2 separate regions of the Macaca mulatta genome follow, and region 1 is linked to region 2. A link is a contact called in public Hi-C data. All regions are on one chromosome and are shown on one strand. Each heading gives the region's core, a stretch centred on a gene start, on an enhancer-like site or on the middle of the called end of the contact. The rest is flanking DNA. Distances are from core to core; before and after follow the strand shown. Region 1 overlaps LOC106993508 (a long non-coding RNA gene). Region 2 has its middle 200 kb from the start of SORL1.

The links. Hi-C and Micro-C count contacts between places; a contact is called where the count stands out from the background.
Region 1: a contact with region 2 is called in a Hi-C map of fetal cortical plate, with 5 times the contacts expected there. The contact joins two enhancer-like sites. A contact is called at or near these places in 7 of 14 Hi-C or Micro-C datasets (CD4 T cells, cortical neurons, fetal cortex germinal zone and 4 more).

What each region holds. Positions count from the first base shown.
Region 1 is chr14:122,861,766-122,868,322 of T2T-MMU8v2.0, forward strand. All of the region lies in intron 2 of LOC106993508 (a long non-coding RNA gene), which reads right to left. Among named protein-coding and RNA genes, the nearest start is that of BLID, 51 kb to the left of the region's middle. Within about 2 kb of position 2,621, at least 5 of the 40 cell types and tissues checked have an H3K27ac peak or open chromatin away from gene starts, as enhancers often do.
Region 2 is chr14:122,322,621-122,328,839 of T2T-MMU8v2.0, forward strand. No RefSeq gene overlaps it. Among named protein-coding and RNA genes, the nearest start is that of SORL1, 200 kb to the left of the region's middle. Within about 2 kb of position 2,036, at least 21 of the 40 cell types and tissues checked have an H3K27ac peak or open chromatin away from gene starts, as enhancers often do.

The sequences.
Region 1 (6,557 bases), core at 1,371-3,870, 540 kb after region 2:
ATTACTTCTACAGGAGGAAGTATCAGAGGGTCTGGAGCATGTGAGGGACACGGGGTCATGAGTGGAGAAACAGGAAAATGAGTGTGAGGGAAGGAGAGTCTGGTTCCCCTTCGGACTGGCAGACCATTCCATTCTGCTCTGCACCCCACACCAGGAAAAATGCAGGACCCAGACAATAGGACAACCAAGATATAGAAGCAACCATGTCATGAGGAATTTGAAGAACTGGAAATATTTAGGCAGATAAAGATACAACTCTGTAATTGCTGTCTTCGAATATTTAAAGGGCTCTCGATTAGAAAATGGTGGGATTTGCTCCGCCCAGTTTCAGGAAATAGAATGGAACTAACGGAGAGACACGTCAAAGAGAAATATTTTTGATCCACTATAAGAAAAATATTCAGGTAGTTTAGCCCAGATTTGGAAAGGTCACTTTGTGTCTGGAGAAAGCTGTGAGGGCTCTGTCACTGGACGTTCTTTGGTCAAATGGAGGGCCAGTCATGGAGGCTGCCTGCACTGAAATAACCTTTGGGATCCTTGTAGCTCTTGGACTATTTGAGTCTATGAACAACCTGGGATCCAAAAGGAGAAACTAGACAAAAGAAGCATGTGACATCCTCACACAGAGCATTTTAACTCCTGCTGCGGGATCTCCTGGTCTAACACATTAGCTGATCAGATAAATCCAAAGTGTGCTTGCGGCCTTTTCCTCTCTTTCCCTTGAGCAGCACTATTTCTTTAACTATCACAGGTAAGTCCAAGAGTTAGGCACCTCCTCGGTGGGGCAAATGGCCTTTAGTATAGTGGAAAACACAAAAGAAAAGACAAAACTCCTACATTGAATGACCAGTTTAAGGAGAATCGCAGTTCTCAAAAGAGATGATGTTTAGAAGCCATCTTATCAAATACCTCCCCCGATGTCTGAATTCCGTCCATATCTTCCCTGATTGAGTGGTTGTCTGATCTCTGTTTGAACTCAGTCTCTGCAGTCAATTTGATTGGAGGCCATTCTGATGGGGCTCAAGAATAAGCAAAACACACGCATAGAAAATGCAGTTAGCAAGACATGGACGCGAGGGAAAAGGCACTTTGGTATAGTACCAGACTACAAGGCAGAACCTAAAGCTAATTAGAATTTCTTGAAGTCAGAATTACAGTAAATTTTAAAAGTCCTACCTACAGTTTGAGGAGACACACTTGGGACACACAGTGCCAGTAAAAACTATAGGTGACGTTCTTGCCTATTCTGCAATCTTTTGCATCTGTGTGTGAGCCTTACATTGCAGGCTGGGAAGGTACAAGAATAGGGGCAGCGCAGTAGAAAGGGTGCAGATTGCTAAAAAGGAAAGACTAAATACTACGGGGCTTTGGGTGGGGCCAGTATGTGGTATGTGTTTGGAGTTGCTTTCATGATATTATCCTGGACAGGGTTGCAAAGACGGGTGCAAAGCTGATGAGGGTGTCAGATAAGAGAAATGGAGCATTCAAGAATTGACCTCTGATTGAGCAGAGGGAACCCTGAGCTCAGGCAGAGGAGAAAAACAGAGTTTGGGGATGAAGAAAAAGGGAGAAAAATTGAGAGGTAGGGAGATGTGAAGGGAGAAACTGCATGAGAGGTCTAAGATATCTGGGACGTTTCCAAGACCATCTCAGGGTCTCAAGCGGTGATGAGAGGCAGGAATAAGGGTAAATGTTGAGGAGGAAGAAGGAGGCCAGGCACTGAAAGATCTTCTGAGTAGAAAGAAACAGAAAGAAAGCTAGACTCATCATAAGACTTGGTGTCTCCATTTCCCAACTAGCTCACTTCTCAGGAGAGAGAATCAAAGGGCACCTTCCTGGCTGCAAAAGATTGTTAATTAACAGGAAAAATCTGAATGCTTCAAGTATTGACTAGACACCTCCTATATGCTCAAGATACAGGATAGAAGTAGAAATCAAGTTCCACAGTAACCTGAATTACTATTAGTCAGTTAACAATCATTTGCTTGGTAACTACTCTTGGCCAAAGACCATGGTAAGCATCAGGAACCCGACTGGGATGACGAGACCGACCCTCCAGGGGTCACAGAGTAACAGGTGAAGGGGAGAAGCACAGCCAAGTATAAAACTCCTGCAAAGGATTATAGGGTGCTGTGAGGGAAAATAACAGAATATCCAAAGAATCATTGCTAGGTTTTGTTTTTAACAGAAAAGACACGTCAGACACCACAAAGAATCAGGAGCAGTCAGTCTATAGGTAGTGTCATCCTGGCCTGGGAATGTCAGAGAGAATATTCCTAGTCCCCGGTGTCCAGATAAGAGCAGTGGAGGCTGATCCCAGAAGAGGACCACTGAGCAGCTGGCCACACTGGGGGCGTACTCCTCAGGGCAAGGAGGAGGCTGAGAATGGAAGGAGGAAGCCTCCCACTCTAGATCCTTCTCCGGCAGACCCCACTCACCCTGCCAGGGGACAGTTCAGTGGATGTGACTTCCACCCGTGGCTAAGCAAGGAAACAGCCTCTTTGGAGCTTCTCCAATGTTGCAGCTCTCCTGTGCCCCTTGCTGTTCTACTCAGACTCACAGATGAGCCCAGCTCCTCTCCTCCATTCTAAACGCCTCTGTTTCAGGGAAGCGTTTGCATTTTCCTTGGCACAGGTACAGCTTGCTGAATTCTTTTAGGCCAGGCCAATTACAACAAGCCCTAAAATTGCTGAGCCAAGTGGTTTCTTCAGAGATCTGCTTACATTCCCTCCCTGAAAAGAGCAGGGGGCCCACTTCGTGCAGTCTCTGCACACAAAAAGTGCACGTTTCACTTTTAAGGTGGAGTAGGCACAGGACGGTTTTCCCAAAGACAGAATGAGATGCAACCTATTTTCACTCCGATTTTACTTCGCCTGATTGGGCTTCATCCCATTTCAGAGGACGGACAGGATGGCTCAGGGCCGGCTCCCTTGAAGACTGTCTTGAGAAAGGGCTAGAGAGGCTTTTAGCACAAGCCCCACGGGATCACAAGTTGAAAGAAGTATTTATATGTGTCAGTACCCTCTCATTCCTGAACTTCAACTAGCTTCAGGGTTCAGTATCGCAATCACATTCTCGTAAATTCTGGCTTTGGGAGGAAGACGGAGTCAGTAATGCATAACTTTGATTTTTTTTTATAATCATGATATTTGGGTAGAAATAATTCAGTTCCAAAGAATTATTTAGAGTAGTCTAAAGTTGTTTTTTTTTTCCTGATTTTGAAATTGTTACACCATGACTTTTCAACAAATTCACCTCTTTGTTTATTTTCTATTATGCTTACATCAGAATACAGAACATTCCCTAGCTATTTCTAGCTTAGAGGAAGGCGTTGAGAGAGATCTTAATGAGAACAGGTCAAGCGGTGGTATAGCCAGTTTGGAATTTGAAATTATCCACGAATAATAAATAAAGCATCTAATCTAGAGCAGATCATTGAGAACTGAGCAATTCTGAGAGATACTTGCCAGAAAACCAGTGTCTTTCCCACAACAAAAATTTATCAGAGAAAGAAGTGTGCCCTTGATTCTTGGCATTAACTCATGGCTAGTAAGGCCACGGCGCTGCAGGACTGCACTCCGAGTCTGAAGGCGTTCTTCAGATGGGGAAACAGGATCGCTTGAAAAGGGAAATTTGAACTCATTCTCATAGATGAGATGACCTCCATGTGTCCAGAGATATGGGAGCCATCATTCAGAGCAGAACTTTCTTACTCAGACAGAAACTAAAGGGTCGCAAGGTAAAAAACTGCCATTTTTAACTTAAAAGACACAAAATCAGGGCAAATCTCATTTGCAGATGGATAAATAAATTCTAGGAACCTAATCCGGTTCTAACATCCTTATCAAAAAGCCTGGCATGTTGGACAAGAGGGTCGCTGGTGGTCATTCTCCTGGGAGGGGGCTCTCCCGAGAGCCCCCAGTGCCACTCAAACCAGAGACTTTCAGCCCCCACTGGGTACTTGACAATCAGAAGTAACCACATGTCTATGCTTTTGAGGAAATTTTACAAACTGATATGTGCCTGGCTTAATGACAAGGGCGCTTGGTTTTTCTATATCAACTAATGAACAGTAGAGATTCATATTTCCATGCCAAGAAGGGAAAGAGAATCCTAAACTCACAGCAGTCTTCAGTGTGGGAAACCGAATGGGATGGTGGGAGGGTCAGGTTTCTTGTCTTTCATTTAGAATATAACTGGACTCAAGAGCTGCTCATCTTCGGGGAATTTCATAGGTCTTTGGCTAGGGACCAATCTGGGTCATAAAACGAGGAAACCCCCCTGGGCCCAGGTAGATCTCTAAAGAAAAAGCTTTGGTTGCCTGGGCTTTGTTTAGCAAAAGAATATTTTTTTCTTGTCCTAGAGTCAGCAAACACGCTGCCAGGTAATCTGAGAGGCCCACAGGGAGACTCCAAGAAGACAAGCCTGAGAGTCCCATGCCAAACTCTTTAATCTTGAAGGCCATTAAGGTGCCACATCTTCACTACATTTCCAAATGCCTACTGCCTTTGGGTGGCATCACAGCAATAAACACAGGACTTAATTAAAAGTCACTTCCATTTCACTGCTAAAGCCAAGGAAATCTGGTACCATAGCCTTGAATTTATAAGTAGGAAAATGATACAAAAAAAAAAGTGAGGGTGGAAACTAATTTAAAACACGAAAAGTCACTCAACACTGCCAGTGGGTGGTGCAGGATATTGCCATGGCACTTTCTGTTAAATTTCTTCCTCCCAATTCTTTGCAGAATTCTCCTCACTCGTGTGTGGAGAGAGCCCCACTAACTAAAAGCAACCTGAGTATTAGATATGATCACCATGAAGAGTTAAGACAATGGGACCCATAAAATGGCATCACCCCTCAGGGAAGTACAAACCTGCACCCACTGCCCTATTTCTGATCTCGACTCATCCTATGACAGGGTCATACTCCCCTCATCATGAGAGGTTATGGGGGAGTTCGCACAGCTAACAGGCCACTGTTACTCCCTGCTTGTTTGTCGGCAAGAAAAGTGCAGAAAGTTCAGTTGCTCCCATTGGCCATTGGACAAATGCCCAGTTGCTCTCTGGGGAAATCTGATTGTGACTGTGTCATAGTTAATTCCTCCCTCACCCATGCCCCTCCTTTATAGCTGCTTAGTTGCCAAGCTCTGTCCATTCTTTCTCCATTGTATTTCTTGAATTAGTCCCTTTCTTTTATTCCTACTGCAGTTACCCTCGGTGAAGTTTTCATTTTTTCTCGATTGGATTATTGCTATATCTTCTTACTTGGTTTCTTACTGCTAGGATCTGTCCGCCGTAATCCATTTTACATGTGACTTTTCGTTTAGTCTCCCTAATACATGCCTCTGATTATGTCACTCTTATGTTCCAAACCTCATGGTGATTCTTTGTTGCCTGCTGGTCACAAGTGATTCTGCATCGCCTACTGACCAAAGTCCAACAAACACATTGACAGCTTTCTTCACAAAGATGACATTGTCCTATGACTCACATGTTACCCCATAATTAAAGGACTGAGACCCAGAAAATTACTCAAACTTCAAGTAGCCCATGCCCCAGAGGTAAATTTCACTTGCTCTATTTAAACAAGGTTTTCTTCAATATATCCTCCTTGTCACAATCAAAAAGTTCTTTCCAGTGTCTGCCTTGAATTATCCCTTAAGCTCTTGAACTCTACTATCTTTAACTATTATTTGTTTTAATAGCAAGTTCCATTCTCAGAAATGAGAATAGCAAAGTAAAAAAGAAACAAGTGACTCCCAAGAAAAACACCAGAGCATGACACCATAGTGAGTTGAAAGGGGCTGAAATTGGAAGTGGGCTAATGGCTGTTTATGATTTTTGTTTGTTCAACACCCTACATCTTAGGACATTAATCCTCTACAGACTATCTTGATTGTGATGGGTATTTATCTGCTGCACTTATACTTCCGTTCCTCACATCATAAGCATTTATTATATATCACCACAATCAAGTTGTAACAATAATCCATGATGATAGCAATAGTCTAATGAAGAAACATGCTCTGGTGAAAATCCTTGGATATCAGAGAGAAGTGTAAAGATTGTAGAGGACGGGTGCGGCGGCTCACGCCTGTAATCCCAGCACTTTGGGAGGTCAAGGCGGGCGGATCACCTGAGGTCAGGAGTTCGAGACCAGCCTGACCAACATGTTGAAACCCTATCTCTACTAAAAATGCAAAAAATTGGCCGGGTGTGGTGGCGGGTGCCCAGCTACTCAGGAGGCTGAGGCAGGAGAATCACCTGAACCCAGGAGGCGGAGGTTGCAGTGAGCCAAGATTGCACCACACCAGACTGGGCAACAGAGATTCCATCTCAAAAAAAAAAAAAAAAAAAAAAAAAAAAAGATTGTAGAAAGCAACTTGGAGAATAATTCATAGAAAAACAACTCAGACTCTTTACCCATCATTACGGCATTGACATTTCTGGGGTTGAAGGCAGTAGTGGCTAGGAATGTGCACATTAACTTTTCACACTGAGGGGATAACACACTATACCAGGCACAATGTTGGGGATTCAGATTCTAGAGAGCAT
Region 2 (6,219 bases), core at 786-3,285:
AGATTTTATTTTGCTGAATGTTGACAAAACACCCTAAAATCTGGGCTCAGAATTGTCAATGCAGCATGAAAAATTTCAGCCCTCAATAGATTCAAACACAGATCTGTTGCAAAACCAGATAGAAATGAGGAAAACTGTCAAGAAGAGTCCAGAAAAGAAATATGGGTCAGTGACAAGGTTTCCTCAGTTTATAAAACAAAGAAAATTCATCAGAACTCTCCACATCAGTCCAGTACCAAACCAGATTAAAGTGCTGTCTCATGTTCTAAGCCTCTGAGGCCTGAAACAAAAAGTGAAGTTGATTGTGTTGAATTGCATGGTTTCCCTGAACTAGTAATCTTTCAGCATCAGAGCGGAGCAGGTGACTGACCGACGGACTTGCAGATGGCCTTGGGGATTCGTTTGCGCCCTAATAATTTAAGAACGTGAGTCCTGTGGGAATGGATGTGGCCACTGGGGATATAGCTGGTGGCAAGATTTCTGAGGATCGGGATGGGTCTTACATTTTTTGCCCAGCTGTAAAATGGGAAGGAGGCTTTTTTCCAACTCAGTCCTTAGTGTCAAGTTTCCAGACCCACGCAAATGGCAGCTCTTTCTATACTTATCTGGGGGTGAGATGGAAGAAGGGATGGAATGGAGAGGATCCGTTCCCTTTTTGAACTTGGGAGTTTATAGGTAAGTGGACAAAAATGAGCCTACGGAAGAGACTGACTTTGGTCCGGATTAGCAGTATTTGCTCTTCCGGGAACCTCACATGTGGGCAGCAGAGAGCTGAGGGTGTGCTTGGTAGCTACAAGTAAAGGGAGGCGCTGTGCTTAATGAGGTCTGCAAGCCTGGATCTTTTCATTTGACCCAAGTCTTTCTCCCTTGGATTAACCTCTCTGTGTTGCTGGGAAGCACAGCTCATCTGGCTGTAGCTCAGAATTTTGTACCTGGCCCACAGGAGATTCCTGGGAGTGGAGTCTAGGTCCCCACCCAATTCTGATTGTGAGTAATGGATACCGTTTGGATGGGAACTGTAGAGGATTTATGTTTAACGCCAGAGGGCTGGAGGTCATAGCTGAAGCAAGTTGATTAAAATCAGTTACTCAGGGGATTTGACTACACAACCCGTAATTGGAGGAATCCAGCTTCTTCTCAGAATTGGCCCCCAAATACTGAGGAAAGGTAGATTCGAGGTCTGCAATCCTCTCCTTAACTCTGAACTCAGAGCTGTCATTGTCTCAGACACGCACTTGACACTAAACATACATTTTCCTCTGACATATTTGTATTGTTTTTTAAACTGTCTGACAAATAGTTGTGCTGAGTGAGTTCCGGGCACCTAGCAGGCAGGCAGTAAATATTTGCTGTGCATCGAAAGAATGCCGTTGGCTTGGCTGTCAGTATGGCTCCGATTCAGAACCATCCCAGCGCTGGGTTCTTGAGGCTGGGAGGATTGCACGTTGAAGGGCTGGTCAAGCCCTGCCTGACCAGAAAGGTCTCTGTGAATACTGGAACATTCTCAGACATGCTGAGGAAAAGCTACCATCGCAGGCAAGAGGGACGGTGGGGGGAAGTGCAGTTGGGAGTTTTCCTAGAGACGTGGTTCCTTTGTTCTGGTAGATTTCAGCCAGAAAGAACAGCAAAATTTTACTGTCTGCAAACCACCAAGGAGCTACTCCCCTCCCCCTTTACCTCCTTCCTTCCCAACCTGGGAATTCATTTGCTGCTTCTCTCTCCTCCTCCTCTGCCCTGGGGCAGTCCCCAGGGACAAAGCTCTTTGTTGTGAACACTCTGAGACAATACGGAATTGCACAGTCCCCAGGGCACAATCGGGGCTGTCCTCCACGGAGAGTGATCGCCCGGGCAGAGACCCCCACCTGTTGATCTCCCCCTTCCCGGGGCGAGCGGCAACCTGCATTGTGCTGAGGACGCACGCGTTTCCACAGCAGGCTCAGCAGATGGTGCTGGTGAGCAAAGCCATGCCCGTCCCTCCCGCGCCCCTCCCCACCGCCAGAGCCTCGCTGGTCTAAAGCAAAAACAGATGTTTTCATCATTTCTGGATCTGGCATGTGACTCGCAGTTCAGCAATGCGCCGACATAACCCAGAGTTGTACGTCCCCTTCATCCCCCGCAAAATAAAAATCCTGAACTTAAATGAGCCTTCCTCCTTGGCGAGCCACTGACACATGATCTGTGTAATCCACGGGGCACATGTTTAATCGGACTCCGACTGCAACTGCCTTTGTAGCCGGCCCCGGCTCTATAATTGGGAAGTTGTCTTTTTTTCAGCGAAGACACAGGACAGCCAGACTAGCTATCTTTACACCAAGGGCTGGGAAGAGGCGCTAGCCTTTTAAAATAGCCCTGGTCTGGCTGGCTGGCGAACCTGTCTGCGTGGGAGCCGGTGAGCGGGGCCAGAACAAAACAGGAAGGCCGCGGCGGCGCGCCCTGTTCCCGGCGCCCTCGGCAGGTGGCAGCATCGGCCCGAGCTGGCCTCTGCCGCTGGCCAGCCCCAAAGCAGGGCCCTTTTACTTTCGGTGGCCTCAAAATTATTAGTTCCAGATGAGTTCTTGCAATTGTAATATTTGGTTTAACCCAATCTGCCCGACTGCGTCAGCGCACGTTCAAATACAGCCGTCTGAAGTCTAAGCAGACATCAGAGGCATGGTTCAGGGGGTGTCAACATTCCTTACCCTTGGAAAGAATTAAAGCAAAACAAAACAAAACAAAAAAAGGAGGCTGATTTATCCCCAAACGAAAGAAGGGTGAACAGGCATGGGGCTAGGGTGCCCGAGAGGGAGCGAGCAGTGGACATTCAGGGAAGGCGTAACAATGGAACTTTGTCCAGGAGGCCCGCTAGAGTGGAACTGGATTTATTTGTTGAACTAGGAAGGGACCTCTGGGTTCTTTGAAGGTTAGAGCAAATAAGCAAAACTGGCGTGCATTTGGTTTACTAAGAGCAGAGTCCTTCAAGTCACGTAGGCTGCTATTGTCAGACACAAAACGCGTTGTTTCTGGGGCTGGGCCTCTGCTTAACACTTGGCCTGGTGTCCCAGGAAGGGGGCAGAGGAGGAGGGGGCTCCCCATGTTAGCACACAGCTTTTAGGGGGACTCTGAATATCTGCCAAGGATGTGGACTGGGTTTCCTAAGGACAGCAGCCCAGGCCCCAGAGGACTCATTAAGAAGACAGGAGCCCTCCTGCAGGCCCTCTGGCCAGTGGACTGGCTGGAGTCATCAAGTGTCTTGTAAATGGCCCTGCTGTGGTTTTACTACCACACCGTGGAGCTGGACGCAGGGGAGACTAGGGACCCATCCTGGTGGTCTCAGGGTATTCCAGATGCATGAGCTGAGGCTAAAAGACTCCCTCTGACCCCCAGGACAGAGCAGCAAAATGTGCAAAGGGAGCCCAGAAAGCCTGCTCCAACCACCAGCCAGGAAAGGGTGTCTCCTCCCTTAGCAGAGATGGAATAACCTGGCCTTGAAAAGACAGCCTCTGTCAAGCAGTCCCCCACGCCCCTTCCCCCTGCCGGCACCTCACTTGTAAATCTGTGCTCAAATTCTTCAAGCACCTCTCCCAAGGTTGCAAGAAAGATTCCTGCTAGTCGACTCCAGGGAGCCTGGCCGTTTCCCTGCAGGTCTCTGGCTCAACATGGTACTGATCAAAAGCCGGCACCAGTCTGGCAGATGCTTTAAGTCCTGCATGTCGGGAGCTAGCGGCTGGCGCTGGCATCAGCCAGCCAGGCCGACGGAGCGGCCATCTTGTTAGATGTGGTTGGGGCCTCGCTGGTCTCTTACCTGCTGCAGGGGCCACCCCACTGTGTGGAGGAGGAGGTGGGACCTCCACACATCTGGTCCAATACCTGCAGAGTGTTTAGGGACCCAGACTTCCTGCTATCCTCCTTTCAGTCTGAAAACTACATGTGTTCCTGCAGATTGCTGGGAAAGTGCTGACTGTCTTGCTGGGAGTCTCGCCCTGATCCTAGAGGGAACTTGGCCTTGGGGGGAAATAGGCAAGTGAGGCATTCGCGTGAGTACAATGGTTCGAGGCCTGCGTGCCTGGAATGGCTGAGGAATTCCAGTGTTCCTTTCCATTGCTGCATTTACTTTATTCCCTTCTGAGAATCAGCCTTTGGACATGCTATAATCCAGAACTTCTCAGTCCTGCCTACTTAGGAATTGCCTGGCCCCTACCCCCAGAGCTGCTGAAATCACAAGGAAAAGGGATTGGGGATAGGGGTCACAATTTTACTCCCTGCCCAGGTGGTTGTAATGTACAGCTAGAAGCTAAAAAACAAAATTTAAAAATCACTGCATTTCTAACCCAAATTCCCTTGCTTTAACAGATGAGGTTCCTAAGAGTTAAGTGGCTCAGCCAAGGTCACACAAATTCAAGTCCAAGTCCGGAATTTCTGTATAAGAGCTCCTTGCTCCTCAGCCATGATTGAGGCTTTTCCTCAGTCTTTGAACCCATTAATGACTGAGCCAGTCACTTCTTTTCCCTGTTTAATGAAACCCTCCATCAGCCACAACCTGTGTTGCTGTTGCCTATAAGAAATTCCTCTTACAGTCGGCTCTCTGTGTCCATGGGGTCTTCATCCATGGATTCAATTGGCCTCAGATTCAAAATATTAAATATATATATTATGTATATTATATATATATGGATGGCTTTGTCTGTACTGAATATGCAGACTTTGTTTCTTGTCATGATTCTCTAAACAATACAGTATATCAACTATTCACATAGCGTTTACATTGTATTAGGTATTATAAGTAATCTAGAGATGATTTAAAGTATATAGAAGGATGTATATAGGTTTTATGCAAATCCCACACCATTTCATCTAAAGGGACTTGAGAATTCATGAATTTTGGTATCTGTGAGGGTCCTGGAACCAATTCCCCACAGATACTGAGGGAGGACAGTACTTACCGGGGAATTTTCAATTTTGTAGCTTTAAATAAATCCTTATACTGAGATCTTTAGAAATGAAAATCCAACCCCCGCTGACCCTGATTTCCCTCATTTATCACTTATGTTCCCAAAAGGGATTCCCACCTGCAGATGGCCATCATGGAGATAACTGCTCTGCAATGATTTGTTTTTAGAGATGAGGCTCCTGGGCCCTAGAAAAGTTTAGTGCCATGTTTGGGCCAAAGTAGATGGCAGAGGCAAAATGAACATGGAGGCACCCACTTCCCAGCCCTTGCTGACATCACTGCTTTAGTCTCACCTCTCTTCCCCTGGGGCTGCTCAAGGTGCTGTTTTCTTGTTAGTCGTCACCTGCTGGAGGTAACAAACACCCTCAGAAATAAGTCTGTCCTCTGTGAGCAAGGAAGCAGTCACTGGCTTAACGCTATGTTTCTGAGAATTGGTTTGACTTGAATATTTTGAGATCTTTGATACTTGAAGGTTGAGGAAGTTACCATAACTCTTTGGGAAGAAGACAGACAAAGAGCCCAGACATTGTTGTGGTCACCAGGTAAAGTGGAAAGGAAGCTGGATGGGGAGTCAGGCAATGGTGTCCTGTGTGACCTTGGACAAGCCATTGTACCACTATGGGCCCAGGTTTTTTCCTCTGGAAAAAAGCCAGGAAGTTGGACATGATCTCTGAGGTCTCTCCCAGCTCTGACATTCCATGGGACAATGAGTTCCTCATCTCTGGGACCTTCCTTTCATGTGTCAGATATGAAGCTCCAGATTCTCTTCTCTCTCTAAGTCAATTACTCTTGAGGCATTTCCCCAGTGACCTTAGGACTAACTCATGATTTTTAAAAATGGAGGTCAGAACATGAGCAGCCACACAAAAACAATGACTTGGTTCCCTACCCAATGCCTGGTGACTTCACAAAGGACACTTGCTGTAAGTCCCTTCTCTAGAATTCTTTCTTTTCTTAGAGGAACTGCCCAGGGATCTTGCATCACTGGGGCTCGTTTGTCCATCCACCCATTTATTCCATCTTATAAACATTTGTTAAGTACTAACTCTGTTTAAAGAAACGATGGGGAAGAATGTTTATTTCTAGGAATGACTCTTCTAGATTAAGAGGTTATAGAGGCATTATAACTAACTACAGTATATGAACTTAATTGGATCCTGGATCCAAGAAGAAGAAAAAAGCTAGAAAAGACATTTTTGAGACAACTGTGGAAATCTGAATATAGATCTTGTAATGGGATTATTGACACATTTTTTAGATTTGATAATAGCATTGTGGTTTTATATGAGAAG